2 separate regions of the Gossypium arboreum genome follow, and region 1 is linked to region 2. Evidence: chromatin contacts called from public Hi-C data. All regions are on one chromosome and are shown on one strand. Each heading gives the region's core, a stretch centred on a gene start, on an enhancer-like site or on the middle of the called end of the contact. The rest is flanking DNA. Distances are from core to core; before and after follow the strand shown. Region 1 holds the start of LOC108467158. Region 2 overlaps LOC108467065 (transportin-1-like).

The links. A called contact is a pair of places that touch in the nucleus more often than the background predicts.
Region 1: a contact with region 2 is called in a Hi-C map of leaf, with 2.5 times the contacts expected there. The contact joins the promoter of LOC108467158 here to the enhancer-like site in region 2. A contact is called at or near these places in 2 of 5 Hi-C or Micro-C datasets (both in leaf).

What each region holds. Positions count from the first base shown.
Region 1 is chr2:103,339,055-103,342,750 of ASM2569848v2, reverse strand. LOC108467158 reads right to left here and starts at 1,373. Exons shown (of 14, transcript XM_017767702.2): 1 at 1,096-1,373; 2 at 31-142. The coding sequence starts at 1,263. It overlaps LOC128283897 (a long non-coding RNA gene), which reads right to left. Exons shown (of 2, transcript XR_008274261.1): 2 at 3,305-3,665.
Region 2 is chr2:103,224,144-103,227,828 of ASM2569848v2, reverse strand. LOC108467065 (transportin-1-like) reads right to left here. Exons shown (of 29, transcript XM_053025088.1): 29 at 2,750-3,361. The coding sequence ends at 3,278. Among protein-coding and RNA genes, the nearest start is that of LOC108467065, 12 kb to the right of the region's middle. Within about 2 kb of position 2,423, at least 2 of the 2 cell types and tissues checked have an H3K27ac peak or open chromatin away from gene starts, as enhancers often do. A contact at or near this core is called in leaf, where this site is marked.

The sequences.
Region 1 (3,696 bases), core at 124-2,623, 120 kb before region 2:
ATATCATATATATTATATGTACATACATACCAAGGGGAATAATGGATAATGTCATAGGCAATGTAAGTAGAGCTTTTCTTCCATACTGATCCGATAGATTCCCAATAATTGGCATCATCAAGGCCGTCCCTAGTCCTATGATCTGCATCAATCTCAACTCAATTACCAACATCAAAATACTCGGAATCAAATCGGTTCATGATTTTAGAAAGCTTTCTTTTGATAAAGGAAAACATTTGAACTCAAAAATCAGATATCAAAATTAGTAAGTCTTTTGCTACTATACCCGTGACTTAATTGAAACAAATTTTGAAATTTTCAAACGCATTTTTAGACGCAAATTATTGTATACTGTCCAAGTCAAATCCTAAGAAAAATGGGAGTAAGTAGTGGAATTTTATCCAAAAAAAAAAGAGTTGAATTGGTACAAGAAGGCGACATGTTAAGATTGAATGACCACCCTTTTGTCTAAATTAGGACGTCGCCTTATTTCTATTAAAGTTTACGCAACAAAGGGGGGCCATAAAGCTAATATCTTTTCTTTTTGTTCATCATAAAAGCTAATGTCTTGGATTAATGATGTCTTGTCTGCAATATGAACCACATATGTATATCATCAAAAAGAAAAAGAAAAGGCTTCAAATGTCCAAAATGACATTGGAAGGATCTTAAGTATCAACTCCATGAAAACCATGCAAAACTGAAAGTCGGCCAATATGAAAAATAAGTAAGAAATGACAACTCAACGAAAGAAACTTGCTTGGTGTATACTTCTCAACATTTATTCCCCCTATCATTAATTAATGGGTAAATTACACCAACAGTCACTCATAATTGAAAGTAGAATGACTGAATTGAAAGCAGACATCAAAATTGAGTGACTGTTGGTGTAAATTACCCATAATTAATTTACTTAAGCAACTGAGATAAAACTTTGGTTTAAGAAAAAAAAAACTACAGCTTGAAGAAAAATCATATTAAATCCAAATCGATCTCAGAAGAAAGGTATTTTATGAAATAAACTAAACTGTAGAAAAGAAGAGAAATGATAAGACATAGCAAAGCGACAGATGAAGAAAAAGAAGAAGAAACTACAGCTTGTTGGAAACCAGAGAGGTAAATGGCGAGGGAGCATTCATCAGTGCCGGGGCAAAGGGCGAACATAGTAACATCGATGATGGCCGGAGCCACTATTATAGTTGAAAACCCTGACAGGAATACCGTGACGAAAAGATGGCTCAACGCTGTTAGATTCTTCTCCATCTCTCTCTTTTTCTCTCTCTCCAACTCCTTAGGAAGCAACTGTTGTGTTAAAACACTAATCTCTTAAATAGTTTAGCCACTAAGATAGAGGGACTAGCAATCATACAACTACCGTAAAATATGTGGACCACGTTACCCCTATATTTATTTCTATATATCAAATATATTTTTTAAGGTAATTAAATTTGTGACATAAGCATTCCTTTTTTTGTTTTGTTAATTTTGTTTCTCAACAATTTAGAAGGCTAACTTCATACTTCTCTTATGTATTTAATCAAAGTGCAGATATGGCGTAAATTAATACAAAATTTCTGTATCCATTTTTATTTATTTGTAACTTAAAATCATAACAGTATAAGAAAAGGACTAAGAGACCATTTTTTTTTGGGGGGGGAGGGGAACGGGGAGGGGGGTTTGCGTACTCCTTGATGAGAGAAATGTCAATTCTCCTAGTATTTGAGGGATGCAGGTTGTAATTGTCTAATTTTATCCAGTCCTAGATTACAAATAATAAAACAAAAATAAATAAAAAGTTTAAAATATAACAGTCCATTTACATTAGGCTCAAATAACCCAAAACAAAAAAATTCTAATGGCTCAGTGGTCCAATAGCTTAAACACTTTTTCAGCAAAATAAAAAACCTAGTCCTTCCTTAGCGCTGCTCCTCATGCCGAGTCAGCGTGTTGGCCGCTCAAAGCCTGACGCCTCTATTGCCGTTACATCAAAATGGCAAAGGTGCACGTCCCATCGCCCTTCGTTGACCGCGTCGATACCTGCAAAAAGAGAATGGGAAAAGACAGGATCAACAATGCAAGAACAGCACATGAACAGTAGATAAACAGTAGCAAAACAAAAAAGAAAAAGAAAAATAATATGTAAATCGGCTAAAAGGCCAGATTCAAAATGTAATATTTTTTACACGGAAAAATACAAAAAAAAACATAAGTTTCAAAAAGTAGCACTTTATTTTTATTTTTGAAACCCTAAAAAAAGAAAATACTTACTTGAAAATCACTATTACTGCCACCACCGTAGGGTATTTTCCTCCGAATTGAGAAACCTAAGAACCCTTTAGGGTTCTGTCGAAGGCCTTGTCGAAAAAAGGTGGAACCTTTCGATTTCTTTTCCTTCGGCCGAGTGTCGGTTAGGTTTTTGGGGATTTAAACCTTAAATCTGTGGTCTATTCAAAAAGGTGGTCTAAAAAGTTTGTTGGGGGGTTTTCCAACCACCGGAGGCGGTGGTCGGCGCTGCCAACAACCGATGGCCATAGCGGACAGGCGGCAGCCCTTGGCCGGATAAGGGACAGATCCGAGAGAAAAAAAAAAGAGTTCAAAAGTTTTTTTCTAAAACCGAAGAAAAATGAATTTTTTTTCTTAATATTTTCACTTGTATAGCCCCATAAAAAGGCGTCGTTTTGGGCTTCATTTTCAAACGCCAAAATGGCATCGTTTTAGACTCAAACCCAAGACTCGACCTGAAAGTTGGTAGGATCCGAGTATTTTCACGACAAAGGGGTTAATTGCGGCCCTAGTCCTTTTGCTTTTTATTTATTTTTCAATCCAGTCCTTTTTTATATATTTAAAACTTTTACCATATAATTTTAGTTTTGTTTTATTTTGGTCCCCCATAGAACGTGCATTTAATGGGTCTTTGAATAATTTCCCAGTTGGTCCCTACCCTTTTATGCACGTTATATTTTAGTCCTTCTGAGAAACGGTGCGTATAAGGACAGGGGGTATTTTCCTATTCGGTCTCTGTCCTTTTTAAACGCGTTACATTTTAATCCTTATTAGTCTATTTTTTATTATTTACAATTCATATTCCCTAATTTCATTTAAATTTCAATTAAATCCTCTGTTTATTTAATTTCAACCTTTCTACAAATTATTTTATTATTATTTATTTATTTATTTATTTATTACTTTTTATTTTTTTTACGCTTAAAATTTAAATTGTTCATACTCTTTTATTTGTGCATTTTTTATGGTCGTTATTGTAGTAGCCCATTTCTGCCCGGGCTTTAAAACCAAGAATAAAAAATAAATAAATAAATGTTTATTTATTATAGTCCATGTACAAAGCCCAAATTTCATTTACAGCTCATTACAATTTATTGACCCAATTAGCTTAAACCCAACAGACCCGTTACTACCCAAAACCCGGTTACACCCAAGCCCGAATACCCGAGCCAGACCCAAACTAGTGAGGCCCAGTGCCTAAACTAAATTTGGAAACCCTAGGGTTTCCATAAGCTTCACACCGCAATCAGTCCAAGAGTCACGCCCCTTCGACTCGTGTCCGTTCGTCTCGCAGTGACCCGAATCAACGTCATGACTTCGGCCTCGTATCACGCCGTGATCAACGGCCAAATCAACGCTGGTGGTCTCCTTTCCTCGATTGCCTGTAAAAAGAGAAAGAAAATACAACAGAAA
Region 2 (3,685 bases), core at 1,174-3,673:
GTTAACATATAACCTAATTTTTATTATAATTTTAACATATATTTACTTAAAATAGAATACCAACCGTCCATCACTATATAAAATGGCTTAATTGCCACTTTGAACCTTGAAATTTTTTTATTTAAGCCTTTTAACTAATAAATTTTAATAGTGATTAATTTTTACATTTTTATGATTTAGTCCTTGTACCCTAATTAACTATCCGTTCAATAAAATTTTTAGACTGAAATTCAATATAACAATAAATAATATTGTAAATATTAAATAATAACTTTTATTGATCAATTATTAGAAAACAGAGTTTCAAAATCGTCTTTTCTAATACCACTAAAAAACGAACTGTTACACTTGTCGTTGACTCTCGCCCTTCCTTTCCCACTCGATAGCTCGATGTCATCTTTAGCTTGATAATATTTTTTGGCCGAATGATTCAAGCTCCAGAAAATGGAGTTTTTCTATTCTTTTTCTCTCTTGGACGATGATGGAAGTAGATGATAATCTCATCTTTCTTTTCACTCAAAGGTTATTTACACTATCATTATCATTTAATTAATCTTAGTTAATTAGGTTAATTAGATTTTATTATAACAATTTCATTATTAACAAAGCTTAATGAAAAATCACTGATACCGTCCACTAGCTCTATGCAAACAATAGTTTAATTACCATTTTAGTCATTGGGATAGTTGCTATCTAGGCCCCTAAGCTTTTTTCTAATTAAAAATCTATAGTGATTAAATTTTTACAACTTAGTCCCTGAGTCTTAATTAATCATAATTTTAGCTAAATTGCCTAACCAAATTTGAATTCATCAATATACTAATTCGCAAATATCTCTATTCAATATTTACGAATTCGGTCTATAAAAGTGAAATTCTAAAAATCACATTTTTCGACACCACTAGAAACTGAATCGTTATATATAATTCTAAGTGACATATGGTTAACGAAATTTCTAGGGAAAAGTAGGTTGAACATTGACCACCCATTCTACACTACACTAGTGATCTAATCAGAGGTTACCAAAGGTTGGTTTTAGGTAAAAACCGCCAAGTAATGACCATGACAGCTTAGTGTGAGGTAGGCAACTGTAGTATAACACCAAGAGGAGTTGAAGAAAAAATGCGACAGTGACATTTGTGCATTTTAGCACTTGCCCTAAATTTAAAAGTACATATGTGTCATAAATTTTATATTAGGATTAATTTGATATAAATTATTAAATGTCATTAACTGGGCAATCTTTGATCGCTACATTTGTGATTTACGGTTGAATAATCAAAATAGTATTTTATTATGTTATTTACTTTAACTGCATTTATTTATACATTTTTTTTTTTTTTGTAACTTATATTTGTAAATTAGTTAGCAGGTGAGTCTAATTAATTCAAGGCAGTTACACATTTTTCCTGTGGATTCGACCTTTAGAATCATTTCTAATGAAGATATTTCATTGTAATTGTTGCTTGACAAAGATATTGTGCACTTGTAGTTATTAAGTAATTAGTGTTTTGAGACTTTAATTGAATAATTATTTCTTAAACTAAGTTTTTACATGCTATTCATCGCGGATCAAAACAGTAAATTAAATCTTCATTGTTAACTATAGAAAGTAAAATTTGACCCACCTAGGCACTCAACAAAAGAGTAAGACTTGATAACTTGTTATGTTGTTATAATACATAATGAAGCTTCAATTATTCAAAATTAATTAAAGAGTAGTCCCACTAACAAAGATTTCTTCGGCACCTAGAATGCCAAAGAAAGGCTCGAAGTAAGGAACTAAGTTGTACGAAAGAAGGAAAACACAACTTCTTTAAATCCTACTAACACAAGAAGGAAATATGTTAGTTAATGTATAAGAGTCAATAAAAGCAAATAAGCAATGAACCCTAACTCTTAAGTATAAAAAATAGGCAATTACGGTAAAATCTTATAGAACTACTATCCAACTTCTAATAATTAGTTTCGGTGTTTTAGATGTCCAAAAATTATGAAATTTTAAGAGAGCCAATAAATATATGAACATAATATTTGAAAATTTTTTAACTCGAAATTCAAATAGATAAATAAAATTGTATTTTTGTTCTTTTTTTTTTTTTTCTTGATGGCCTCTTTCTTGGTTTGTGTTTGCAACAAGGCTTTATTCTCAGACAAAAATATATATAATCAAACATGTGATAAACAATGAATCCTAAACTCTGATACCGACACATAAATTTAAGATTGAAATTAGAAAGTTCAAACAATCGAGAGTTAATTATTCAGAATTCCTAGCTAGCTATGGCGACGCCAGATAGTGAGAGCCCCTTTTTATGGTTGAACCATCTTGATATTTATGGAAATGATGTTGAATCTCAAGGTGTTGTTGAGTAAGCGCTTCCTTTGTTTCGGCACCCTTTTAGAGCTTATGATAATTATGTTTAATGCTAGATTTAATTGTGGGTTTTTAAAGGAAGGGGGTGAGGGCTTAGGATAAGGTACGGTACGGTATGGTACCAACTACCATAGTCAACCCCCTCTTCTTCCTTTCCTCCATTCTTTTCTGCAAAATTGTATCTATCTACATAGCTATTCAGCAAACACAAGTAATAGCCATTATCAAGTCTTGAAAAAATAGCTACTACAACCTTGCATGTCATAAGGTAGAATACGCCACTCAAAAGAATGACTACTACGGTGCATACAATAAAGTAGGAATAGATCATTCCATGTAATAAGATTCACATTCAGATGAGCCAAACATGAATTCATGAAATACCAACTAAATTTATTGTCAAAAAAAAAAAATCCACCTCCAACTCCAATAGTATGTTCCAGACCTTATATAATACACAAATAACACCCAAAATTCTAATAAGAAAAAACAATTGAAGCCCTTGTACAGAAAAACTGTGGGAATCCACAGATCAAAACCCTATCCCTAACTCACAAAACAATGAAAATAAGAGAAATTTGTCAAAAATAACGAATGCAAATGTTTGAATCAGATACCTTACCCCATGTCCCAATTACGAACACCCAGTAAAAACCACCTCTTCACCCCTTATGGAGCCAGCATATTCCTGCATGCTAAAAATCCATACACAAATACTCGACCGCTTCAGTACCCCCACCTCCTAACCAACATTTGCTTATAGGATGCTTATATGAATCGCAGCTCCAATACAGTCAGATAATGCACAAAATATACCAACAGTATCGATGCTGATAAAGACCTCTGAAGAACCACAAATATAATGTAGAATAACGACAAGCATGGATAACCAAGAACATCTTATACTTGATACTTTGAAAGTTTATCCTTCACAGGTGGCTCCAAGGCAGACATACATTGGTCCCACGCCCCATTCCTAAGCATCTGCAACAGCATTCATTGCCTGACTCAGTAAATGAACCTCACTCTAATGCATGTCATAATTTTGGATCTATGTAACCATAGTAAAAACAGAAACGATCAATTAAGTACTCAAGTTCCCCTTGTTTATTGCATAAATGAGAAAGAAATGAAGAAAATAAATAAATTTCCAATCAAGAAAAATGCACTAAACAAGAGATTCACAGCGATAGGAGAACCTATATGATTGCAAACAAACCAAAAATAAAAATAAAATAAAATACAGAAACATATAGACAGAAAAAGTGTACAGCATGTAATAACAAGATTTAAGGATTTTAATCATTT